3 separate regions of the Mus musculus genome follow, and regions 1 and 2 are each linked to region 3. Evidence: chromatin contacts called from public HiChIP or PLAC-seq and promoter capture Hi-C data. All regions are on one chromosome and are shown on one strand. Each heading gives the region's core, a stretch centred on a gene start, on an enhancer-like site or on the middle of the called end of the contact. The rest is flanking DNA. Distances are from core to core; before and after follow the strand shown. Region 1 holds the start of Kctd5 (potassium channel tetramerisation domain containing 5). Region 2 holds the start of Prss22 (protease, serine 22). Region 3 holds the start of Prss27 (protease, serine 27).

What was found. Promoter capture Hi-C pulls out the DNA fragments that hold promoters and counts their contacts. HiChIP or PLAC-seq counts read pairs in DNA pulled down with a chosen protein or histone mark.
Region 1: a contact with region 3 is called in a promoter capture Hi-C map of macrophages, with 7 read pairs. The contact joins the promoter of Kctd5 here to the promoter of Prss27 in region 3. A contact is called at or near these places in 6 of 39 promoter capture datasets (the 3T3-L1 cell line, 3T3-L1-derived adipocytes, embryonic stem cells and 2 more), 3 of 484 Hi-C or Micro-C datasets (bone marrow-derived macrophages, embryonic fibroblasts and uterus), 7 of 115 datasets of contacts at active chromatin or transcription factors (the NIH/3T3 cell line, embryonic fibroblasts, embryonic stem cells and 2 more) and 3 of 9 other capture datasets (adipose tissue, liver and pancreatic islet).
Region 2: a contact with region 3 is called in an HNF4G HiChIP or PLAC-seq map of pancreatic cancer cells. The contact joins the promoter of Prss22 here to the promoter of Prss27 in region 3. A contact is called at or near these places in 10 of 39 promoter capture datasets (the 3T3-L1 cell line, 3T3-L1-derived adipocytes, the HPC-7 cell line and 6 more), 4 of 484 Hi-C or Micro-C datasets (the HL-1 cell line, the Patski cell line, cerebral cortex and 1 more), 6 of 115 datasets of contacts at active chromatin or transcription factors (the HPC-7 cell line, embryonic fibroblasts, embryonic stem cells and 2 more) and 2 of 9 other capture datasets (adipose tissue and embryonic stem cells).

What each region holds. Positions count from the first base shown.
Region 1 is chr17:24,071,745-24,075,443 of GRCm38.p6, reverse strand. It overlaps Kctd5 (potassium channel tetramerisation domain containing 5), which reads left to right and starts at 1,959. Exons shown (of 6, transcript NM_027008.2): 1 at 1,959-2,267. The coding sequence starts at 2,016. It overlaps Pdpk1 (3-phosphoinositide dependent protein kinase 1), which reads left to right. Exons shown (of 14, transcript NM_011062.4): 14 at 1-1,764.
Region 2 is chr17:23,995,742-23,999,672 of GRCm38.p6, reverse strand. Prss22 (protease, serine 22) reads left to right here and starts at 1,573. Exons shown (of 6, transcript NM_133731.2): 1 at 1,573-1,750; 2 at 2,336-2,362; 3 at 2,836-3,007; 4 at 3,154-3,431. The coding sequence starts at 1,669.
Region 3 is chr17:24,036,771-24,040,596 of GRCm38.p6, reverse strand. It overlaps Prss27 (protease, serine 27), which reads right to left and starts at 2,354. Exons shown (of 6, transcript NM_175440.4): 1 at 2,236-2,354. The coding sequence starts at 2,290.

The DNA of each region.
Region 1 (3,699 bases), core at 710-3,209, 35 kb before region 3:
GATTCCTTTGTGACAGATTTTTTTTCCAAAAGCCAGTCTTTTCATTTGCATTGCAAGAATCTGCTCCTGCATGTTACTTCTTTTCCATCTTTGCTCTAAGGCTTCCAAGTGCTTGGTGATGTTTTCAGAATCTTGTACTTTGTGTCCACGATGGTACTGAATCTGCTTCTACACAGTCAGCAGAGATAAAGTGTTGAACTGACCTTGCTACATGCCTAATGGATAATTCATAATTAAGTTTATAGACTCAGAAATGCATTTGGGCCATTTGGGAATCAGTAGCAAAGCAGAATAGCAAAGCTCTTCTTGGAAAAGAAACCACACAGATGATTGAGTTTTACTAAAAGTACAGCTGTGAGTGTTCTTGCTCCACACCTCAGGTCTTGGTTCAGGACAGCACAGTGGCTAGGCTTTGTCATTGCCAAGGATGGGTATCCCCACTGATGCTTATGTAAACCTTCTTGTGCGCTGCAGTGCTGCACGGAACTGTAGTGCCCACCCAAATCAGATAGTAGCTTTATCTGTGTTGGGTGGGGCCTGCTGGTTCAATTTGGAAACATGCAGCAGAGATTTTCTGTGTTACTTGACTGTCAGAGCTTAGGGCTGGAGATGTGTAGAAATCAGTTTCCTGCCCTCCTCTGCCTCAAGGCTTCTCCCCATTGTTCTATAGACCTGGGGTGTTCATCTGAGACTTGGGAGGCCACAGCAACTCTGAATATGGTGAAGATACTCCTATACACGTTTCTATTTGTTTTAATGCAAAACCCAACATAAACTGGTGCTGATGCCAGTGGGTGTAGCACCTCGTGGGTAGAAGGTAAGACAAGGGCCCTGACATTGAACAGGGCTGGAACCACTCTCAGAACCTCTGAAGATACCTAGCTTCTGGCCTAACACTTCAGGGTTATAAGTCAGAATGTGGAAAAATGGCCTGCAATGTGAGGGAAGCTGTTTCTGTCAAAAGCACTTTTGCAGCAGTAAGCAAATGAATTAACCAATATGAATACCTGAAAATTCCCTGTAACTCATTTCTTCCATATGAAGAATCCAAACTGAACAAAAGTTTTTACAAATAGCAAAATTTTCCCTCCCCATGTAGTCCACCCTAGTTTAATCATCTGGGTTAATGACTACAAGTAGGTCATTGTGCAGGTTAAAGCCACGACCATAGTGTGATTGGACATGTGCAAATTAAAAACTGTTACAGTATTTAGAGCTGCTGCGGCTGGTCCATTAGCCACGTACAGTAGGATGAATTGCTGTCATTCAGGTTGGTGGCAGTCAGTTAGAACATGTGTAATATTCTCTACCTGTTCTGTAGCTGTAACTGTGATGTACAGGCAAAGGAAAAATTAAAAATACTTATGAAAACAGATAATGCAATGATACTGGGATATACACTTTTGTATTTTTATTCTTATATAAGGTTATTTGCTGGCTATTGTCGGCCTCTAGTTCAGTCTGTGTTATTTAAATTCTAATATATGAATTATTTGGATTGAATTCATGTTTGGGGCCACGTTGTTGTATGTATTGATGTACAGCCTTGAGTGTGAATAATTATTGTAAACTATATTTTACAACTTTTTTCCTGGCTTTATTATATAAATTTTCTATTTGGTCATGGTTTAATCATATAATTTAATGAAACAACTTTTCTTTTTTTTGTTTTTTTCAAATATCTGTGCTTTAGATGTAATTACCGGATGATGGATTTCCCTCGTATGCTCGGTAGTCTTGTAATAAAAGCATGTAGAGTGTACACTTTGTTTGCCATGGAGCCTCTTTGAGTAGGGGCGGAGCTTGAGCCGAGGATGCTCGTGAGAACCCGAGACTTGCTCCGGCCGGAAGTGGTAATCTCCGGCCTGCTTTTCGAGCCGGAACTTCCGCCTTGCACATGAGCCCTGGGCGGGCACTTTATTGGGGCGTACCTATGGGCGGGACAACTCAGGGGGGCTGTATTAAAGAACGGACGCTTCCGGCGAAGGGCCGCTGTGGCGGGGCTTGTTAGGATCATGGCGGAGAATCACTGCGAGCTGCTGCCGCCGGCTCCGAGCGGCCTCGGGGCGGGGCTGGGGGGCGGCCTGTGCCGCCGCTGCAGCGCTGGGATGGGCGCCCTGGCTCAGCGCCCCGGTGGCGTGTCCAAGTGGGTCCGGCTCAACGTCGGCGGCACCTACTTCCTCACCACCCGGCAGACGCTGTGCCGGGACCCGAAGTCTTTCCTGTACCGCTTGTGCCAGGCGGACCCCGACCTAGATTCGGACAAGGTGAGGGCCTCGCGGGTCAGCAGGGGTCTGGCCGCCCTAGTCGCCACTCGCGACACACACCTCTTCACAATGAGGGCGCCCGGCGGAGCGGGCCGGAGGGAGGATGGCACTCTGGTACCCACCTGCCTCGGCCCTTTGGTTTAACAGTGCCTCTTTCTTCTTTCATGCTCTTCGGTCGAGAAGGACCCAAGCTTTGCTGTGGCCCTACTTTCTTCTCCCCAGATTCTTTTGCCCAGGGTGTGTGACCACCACCGCCCAACTATTTGCTGGCTTTGGAACCTGAGAACCCTTTGCATTCATCTGGTCTTTTCACATTCCAGACGTCTAAATTAACGTAGGCCATGGGGGTTGACACAGTGACTACCCTTTTTCCAGTGATTTGCAGAGTTTGTGCTTTATCCTTCTCATTCATAAGGACAGGCACGGCATCTCTTAGAAGGTACCACCTGAGTAGAAATGTTCAAAGGTGTCAGTTTAATTCTAATAAATGAATTATTTGTATTGAATTCATGTTCGGGGCCAGGTGTCAAAAAATCTTAGGGTTGTGAAAGAGACCAGGTAGAGAATCTTTTTCCATCTCCTTTTCAGACTTCATTTCCCCACCGCCTTTGAAAAGGGTAGGGATTTCCAGCTTAGTTTGTGGTTTGTCTATCTTTAATTTAATTAAACGCTAATACTGTTAATACCTGTGGTAATAGAAAGTATTTCAATTATTATCATTACAAAAGTTGTGTGTCGTACTGCATACTGAAAAATTAGTATTGTGCAGGATTGAAACTTAGGAACAAATCGTTCACTCCCCTTTCCCCCTAGGCAGTTTATTAGCCTTGTACTAACTGAGTTTTCTGGTTCAGCCTACATGATGGTGCTTGATTTTGTGCCTTGCCAGCCTGAAAGTGACTACTCAGGAGGTTTTCCAGAAAGATCGAGCCCATTGCACTTTAAACGGCCTAACAGAGCACCTTCTCAGTGAGGGAGGCCTGGCATTATGACCAGGAAATGAACTCTTGAGTTACTGCAAAATAATCAAGAAGTTAGAGTTTGAGATACTACTATGGTAGTTCTTCATATCCTTCCTCCCAGCTGTTACCATTACTGAGTTGACCAAATCTCTTCACTCTTAGAGGATTGCCTTCTAGAAAATGGCAGAAGTCTGACAGATAGAAATAGGCTTTTGTCAGTGCTGTTTCCTTTTTATAGTGAGGGTGTGTACTTTACGATTGGTTTTTCAAACAGTAGGCATTTATAGTCATTCTTGTTTTTCTACCCAAGCATCCCTGTCTTGTGTATTAAGTCAGATTTTAAGTCAGCCTTGGCCCTTGGCTTCTGGTGTCTTTTTGCTTACTTAGCACTGGAACAAGGTATATAGGGCTGTTTGACTTCAGCATAGTTAAAGTCAAATATATCTCTTCATTTTACTATCTTTTAAGAT
Region 2 (3,931 bases), core at 324-2,823, 40 kb after region 3:
CTCATCTTGGCTGTTCCTGTAGTGACACCCACAATCATAGGAGGTGAAGAATGCACCACTGGGGTTCCTGAGGCCACACATTTTGCATGTTTGGGGTGGGGTGGGGCAGGGGTTCTCTGTCTCATCTTGCCTGCAGGTTAACCCTGGCCTGCCTGCCTCCTTCCCCATAGAACACACCTTAGTCTATTTGCAGTTCACAGTACCCAGGCAAGGTTATGTGAGTGTCACCTTGCCAGAGAGAGGGATACATGTGCTAACTGGGCCTAATACCACCTTAATCTCAAACAGTTGAGGTGGGCAACACAGGGACCTGCAGGGCCAGCTCTGGGCAACTTGGAGGCCCAGGTCAGGGAACTCCCAAGAGAGCTGCAGCTGGCCCAGAGGTGGGAAGAGATCAACCTCTCTTTCTTTCCCTGGGTTCAGTGTTACTGTAGCTGTTCCCACACTTATTCATGGTCTTTTCTTCAGAGTAAGTTTTGTGGGCTATCCCAAGGAGAGTCAGGCACCTCCGATCCTGCTGGGGGGGGCCACTAAGTTCCCACGTCAATCCAGTGAGCAGCCAGGCTACGATATCCCCGAACCAGCCCAGGTTTCTTGGGTGATGAGGGAGCTTGGGGACGGCACAAAGTGGGGTGCAGAGCCTCAGACTGCAGTACTATTTTCACTGAACCCATTTCCTCCACAGCCAGGTCTGATCCCAGGATCTAACCCTGGGGAGAGGAATACATTTGTTTGGGATGATGTCGCTGGTTCCTGCTTGACGTGAGGGTGTCATGAGTATAGGACACTTAGTCAGGACAATCCACACCAGCCTACAGCACCTAAGCTTCCCAAAGCCCAGCTCCCTGGTCCTTTGTGTGTGTGTGTGTGTAGGTCCCATGGTGTGAACGTGACCACAGGGTTAGTTCTTCCCAAGTGTGTGTGGGGCGCATAGGCTGTGGCTCTTGCTTTGGGCTTGGCCTGCTCCCTGGAGTTCAGGTGAGAAATGAGTCACCGGAGGGTCACCTACAGTGACAACTGAGAGGAAGTGCCAGGGACAGCTTGGCCAAATGGCCAAGAGGCCATTATGCCCGTCCCTTTGGGGCCTGAGTCACAGCTTTCGGGGAAGTGGGCTAACGGGATTCCAGGGCCCCAAGTGTCTGTCTTGAGTCATGGAAGCAACCAGGGCCCTGGACATGGGCCGTTAAGGAACAAGGTCCCCCTGGCAACCCCAGCCATTTCAGACTGAGTCACTTCCTACCCCAAACAGTCTGCAAACTACAGGGCTCTTTCTCTGTTTACCTGGGAGTCAGTGTTAAAACCATGCCCTAGGCAGTCAGCAAGTCTCTACTTTCCCCCCTCACCCCCCAACCCCCCATGCAGGGTGACCCCGGGCATACAACTGATCTGGAGACCCCCATCCAGTCTCCTGGTAGCATCCCTAGAACCCAGTAACTGGTTGCTTCCTTCTGGCAACCCCACCTCCTCCTTGACCCACAGTCTGGGTGGCCCAGTCTCAGGCACCTGGGGGACTGGTCCAACAGCATTCTTCCTCACAGGATAAAACCTGGGGCAACCTGTAGGGAACCCTACACACTACAGCCACCCGTCCTGCCAGTCTCAAGCAACACAGCCCTTAGGTCCTTTGAGCCGGCCAGCAGCCTTGCTGGGTCTCCACCCATACCAGCAATGATGATCTCCAGACCTCCCCCAGCACTGGGTGGGGACCAGTTCAGCATCTTAATCCTTCTGGTGCTGCTGACTTCCACAGGTGAGCCCCAAGGGCCTGCTGCTCCTCCTCCCCACATCCTCTCTTCCCTCCTCCTCCTTCCCACAGTCACCTCCTCTTCGCCAGCTCAGCTCAGCTCCTTCCCTTGAGTTCCGTCTCTCTTCTTTCCTCTGTTGCCTTTCATCATCGGCTCCCCATGCCTGTCTCCGTTCTCCTTCCTCTGGCATGTGGTCTGCCTCAGTTTCCCTAGCAGCTATGAGGATTGAATGCATGTGAGTGCTCTGGTCTCAGTGCCTGCTCAGGAGCGCCTCTCACCGCTTCCCTGTGCCCTCCATCTCCTGTTTCCTCTTCCTCCTCTATTTCCATCTTGGGTCTCCTTCTGTTCTGGAATAGGAAGGCAGCTGCCTGGGCTTTCATGGGAGCTGGGGGAGAAAACCTGGGTGACAGTGTGTGTGTGTGTGTGTGTGTGTGTGTCTGTGTGTGTGTGTGTGTGTGTGTGTGTGTGACAGGTGGTGGAGCAGCGAACAGTGCTGGAGGGCCCAGGCTGAGTCTGTTTGGGAAGGTGGGGGAGTCCCCAGGCATGGGGCACAGGGCTCCTCACCACTTTCTTTATTCTCTTGCTCTCAGCTCCCATCAGTGCTGCCACCATCCGAGGTGAGTGTGATCAGGTTGCCTGGCTGGGTGGGGGTGGGGCAGTGGTGTGGACAGTCTTTGTATCTGACTCTATAGGGTAGGTCAGTGTGGGGACCCCAGTCACAGGGGAGCATGAGATTGAAGAGGATGGGATGGATACAGGCAAGAGGAGTTGTGTGGGTGGGTGGGGCTTAGGAAGGTGATGAATCTAGAGAAGGGAGGACAGAAGGGTGAGGGACCAACAGAACCAAAAAAATAAAGGTTAAGGGGAGTGGGAGGGAAGGCCAGATAAAGGAGAGAAGAAGGCAAGGGCCAGTCCCTGATAACTAAAGGGGACAGGGACAGGGCAGGCAGGCACTCTCCCTGCAGCAGCAGGCTGTGCTGGACACATGCTGTGCTGGGCACAGGTTTGAGGCCTTGCAGGGGGGTTGACAGGCAAGTCAGAAGACAATTGTGTCTACTGAGATGACAGAAGATGCCATCCCTTGTGCCAGTGTCCCCAGACTGTGGGAAGCCTCAGCAGCTGAACCGGATTGTGGGAGGTGAGGACAGCATGGATGCCCAGTGGCCCTGGATTGTTAGCATCCTCAAGAATGGCTCCCACCACTGTGCAGGCTCCCTGCTCACCAACCGCTGGGTGGTCACAGCCGCGCACTGCTTTAAGAGGTATGTGGACTCAGGCTTGCTTTTGACTCTCCCAGGCCCAGGCTTTCTGCCTCAGTCTCTGGGCTGTCCAGGCCTCTATTCAGGGATCTGGACACCATTGTACTAGACACTTTCCATCTCTGACATCTTGTTCTCTCTCCTTCCAGCAATATGGACAAACCATCTCTGTTCTCAGTATTGTTGGGGGCCTGGAAGCTGGGGAGCCCAGGCCCAAGGTCCCAGAAAGTAGGCATTGCTTGGGTGCTGCCTCACCCCAGGTATTCTTGGAAGGAGGGAACCCATGCAGACATTGCCCTGGTGCGCCTGGAACACTCCATCCAGTTCTCTGAGCGGATCCTGCCCATCTGCCTACCTGACTCCTCTGTCCGTCTCCCTCCCAAGACCGACTGCTGGATTGCCGGCTGGGGAAGCATCCAGGATGGAGGTGCGGTTCCCCTCTAACTCCAGAGAGGTCCAGGATAGCTAGGGACAGAGGGTAGATGCCACTCAGACACAGATTCCAGGGATAGGAGAAGGTGGAGAGCATGTGTACACTATAGAGGCAAGAAAAGATGATTTGGGGACTGGAATAAGTGAACTCACAAGAAGTCAACTGCCAATTTTTAGGTCATGTCTAGTTGAGTCTTTGACAATATTTTAAAGCAACAATAGAGGCTTGTAGTAAGGAAGGGGATAAGGAGCAGGAGGAGGGGAGGAGGGAGGGAGGAAGGAAAGAGGGAGGGAGGGAGCGAAAGAGGGAGGGAGGAAAAGCTGGGCGTGGTGGCATACATCTTTAGTCTCAGCATTCAGGGGGCAGAGGCAGGCAGAACTCTGTGAGTTAGAGGCTAGCCTGGCCTACAGAGAGAGAGAGAGGGAGAGAGGAGAGAGGAGAGACAAGGAAAGACAGAGGGAGAGATAGAGACACAGAGAGAGGCAGAGAGACAC
Region 3 (3,826 bases), core at 1,105-3,604:
GAAACCCAAGGAAACCAGAACATAGAGGAACAAGAGGTAGCTACTGCTGAGGGCAGGAGCAGATGTTTCTCAAAGCAGGTTATCAAGCAGATAGGGTCACATGTGATGCTCTTGGGAAGTAGGGATTGTGCTCTGGACTCCTGGCTTGTGTGGTTTGTGAGCACATGTTCATAAGGTGCCCTTTACAATGCAAAGCATAGTATATAGTGGGTCATAGCTGTTACCCAGTGCTCTCCACTCAAGAAGCTGAGGCAGGGGGATTGCCTAGAGTTTAAGGCCAGACTGAGCTACACAATGAGTGCTTGGCCAGTCGAAGCAATGTTGTAAGACCCTGTCTCAGGATAAATGAAGTGACTTAATGGTTGAGAGCCCTGGCAGGGGACCTGAGTTCAGGTCCTAGCACCCATGTTGTGACTCACGGTCATCTGTAACTCCAGTTCCCGCAGATCTGATGCCCTCTAATGGCCTCCATAGGCACTGCATGTACATAGCATGCATGCATACGTGCAGATAAAGCATTCATACAAGTAAAAAATAAACATAAATAAATAAAGCGCGGGAGAGATGGCTTGTTGGTTAAGAGAGATTCCTAGTTCAGTTCCCAGCACCCAGGGGTCCAGCAACCCCTTCTGGTCTCACAGGTAAACTACCTTCACTTAAACACACAAGCACATAGGCACAGACACACACACACACACAAGAGAGAGAGAGAGAGAGAGACAGACAGACAGACAGACAGACAGACAGACAGACAGAGAGACAAAGAAATACAGAAACAGAGAGATAAATTAAATAAAAATAAAATCTTAAAATAATATAAAGTAAAAATAAAATCTCAAAATAATATAAAGTAAAATGAAAATATGACCAAAGACAGTCCCCATCTTGTTAGAACTCAACTGGAACTGATCTCCAGGCCCCAAGAACCAGCTTGCAACATTGCCAAGGGCACAGATCCTCCTTCTGCAAGCCACCTCCTCCTCCTCCTTCTCCTCTTCCTCCTCCTCCTCCTCCTCCTCCTTCTCCCCCCTCCTCCCCCTCCTCCCTCCTGGAACTTGCAAGATCCTTCTGTGCATTCTCCCTCCATCCAGTCTTCTGTCACTCATTGTCTCTGCTGCAGCTTGGTCCTTCAGTCTCTCCATGTCCTAAGGGCAGTCTATGTCCATCCTGGATCCCTGGTGGGAATAGCTAAGGTCTGAGAAAAGGTGAGACCAGCCAGAGGACTCCTGGGGTGCTGGTCACCCTGGGCTGAAGTGAGCATGTCACCAGGGGTCCAGCCTCAGGTTCCAGCAGTTTGTGAGCCAAGGGCAGACTGCCGTTTCTGCTTTGGTAGTGACCTCGATTGATCCACCCACAGGAGCCAGCAGTGTCACACCCAAAGGAAATGGGCTTTCTTGCTGCTAAAGGTCATGGACAAGAACATTCCTTGACTTTGGGGGAGGTGGGGGGCATCCCCACAGAGATACCCACTGATGTCTTCCTAACCCCAGCCCTGACTGAGACACGGCCTGGGGTAACTTGGCCTGGCCCAGGGAGGTGAGGTGAGGACACGGAAGCATGCTGGCTGCTGAGCTAGCCCATCTGGCCCAGGAATGTGGGAGAGTTTCCCTGGTAGAGAGGAGCCCATCCCACAGGAAACATGGTAGGCAGAGCACCTGGCTAGAACTTGCTGACCCCTGTGCAAAATGGACAGGGGCTGCTTCTCCCTCTGAAGGCAGGAGCTGGGACCCTCTGCAGCCTGCAGCTCTTGTCCCCAGCTTTCTGCTGAGCCTCAGGCAGATTCTGAAAGTTCTTAGGCTCAGAGAGCAAACACAATTCACATAAGCCCAGGGACTTGGAGGTCTGCAGGCCTGGGTTCTAATCTTACAGGTGTAGAGGCTCTATCATCTGTGGAATGGGAAGAGAGGCCTCTAGCTCAGAGCATGACACACAGTGAGAGCCTGATGGGGGTGTGGCTTTAGCCAAGCTCCTGCCTTGGGGTCCTCTCAAGGCCTTGACCACATATTCTGCCAGACCTTCCCACAGCACCCCTCCCCCAGTCAGGTCTCTGAGGTGGAATATCTGGGAACTGAGTATATTCTCTGGGAACCCCATCACTGAGAAGAGAAGATTCCTTTTAGGCTCAGGCAGGCCCAGGGACTGGGGGGGGGGGCTCCGGTGGAAGTCAGAGCAGAACAGAGGGGCCCTTACAGAGAGAGATGGCAGCAGGACGCCCCCGCCCCCACTGCAACTCACCAGATCTGAGCAGCAGCGGCAGCAGCAGCAGGGCAGCGATGTGGGGCTGCCTCATGTTCTCTGGCTTGGTGGACGTTTGAGTCCTGGTCAGAGGTGGCAGAAGCTCTCCTTAGTACTACAGAGGTTCAGGCTCCATGAAGTGAGGTTTTATGCTGGAGATGAGTGTCAGCTCGGCTATGCCGCCCAACCTGTCAACCCTGCCTGCCCAGCTCCTCTTTGGCAGGAAGGAGGTACCCAGAACACCAACTCTATGACCCGGCCCTGAACTCCAGGGGCCAGACCCCTTCCTTTGTAACTTCAGGATTCAGCTGACCACAGAGGACTCACTACCTTCCTCAATTGACCATAGGTCCTACATAACTTGGCAGAGTCTACTCCATCCAAGAGACCTTCTATGTCATTCATTCATTCATTCATTCATTCATTCATTCATTCATTTGTTCATTCATTCGTTCATTCATTTATTCATTCATTCAGTCAGTCATCAAATACTTGTTGAGCACCTACTTTTTATCTGACACCTGCAATTCAAGGTTGATTTATACCCTGATGGGAGCGTAGACTTTGAAGAACTAAGGTCAAGGTGCTTGTGCAACCAAGAAAGAGGGACTTTGGCAGGCTCCTGCGGCCCCTGATGATGCTCTTGGACCATACACACACACACACACACACACACACACCTGCAGATTGGCTCAGGGAATAGGAACCTTTGCCCCGCCCCTGCCAGTCTGGAACTGCACCTTCTAGGCGCGGCAAGAGCTGTTCTGGGAAGGCGCCTTAGTAGTGACCGGTAAGGTCCGGTTCCTGCCCTGGGTGTGCCCGCCTGTCAGGCTCCCAGACTTGAAGCCACAGCGGAAGTGTCCCTGGGAGGAAGTTGTTTGGGGCACGGAGACTGACATCAGACAGAGCTGGACAGAAGTTCTGAAGACCACTCCCTACTAGTCGAGGAGTCAGGATGCAGGACCATATCCTGAACGTCTCACATCCGATCCTACCAAGCCAGGGAGCAGTGCTGGACAGTGGGCCTGGCCCTGCCTCAGTTTTCCCGCAGGAGCAGAGGGTGCAGCGTCTCACTCTGTTGGTGTGAGCCAGGGGAGGTCAATTGCCCAACAGGGTAGCTCAGGGTCACACGAAGTGCAAGGGACCTTGGTCTCCCTGGGTTGCTGTGCAGAGTGTAACTCCCTGGTGACCGTCGCCACTCCTGTGTGGTCCCTGTCTGCTTTGCAGAAGACACAGAAGCAAGGGCTCCCCCTGCAGTGTGGGCATGGCAGGGAGACACTTCTATTTGAGGAAAAAAGTCTTCTTTTTATAAAAACTAGTGTTTCAAAGCAATCGGATGGCCACACATCAGACAGACATCCAGTGATCCATTAGCCCTACCTTTGAGGCACTTTCTGACCCTTAGAAGCTAAGGGCTTCCTTGTGGAGCCTTTCCTATCTTTTCCTCTCACTCCTCTCTCTTCTAACAGCAAGTACTTTTTGCATACAACTCTGCCTTGACATTAGGTGAGCAGCAGAAGTGAGTATGTGGGTCCAGAGGAAGCTGGGCTCTTGAGAAACCATGTGGGTCCCTCCCACTAGCAGTAAGCCG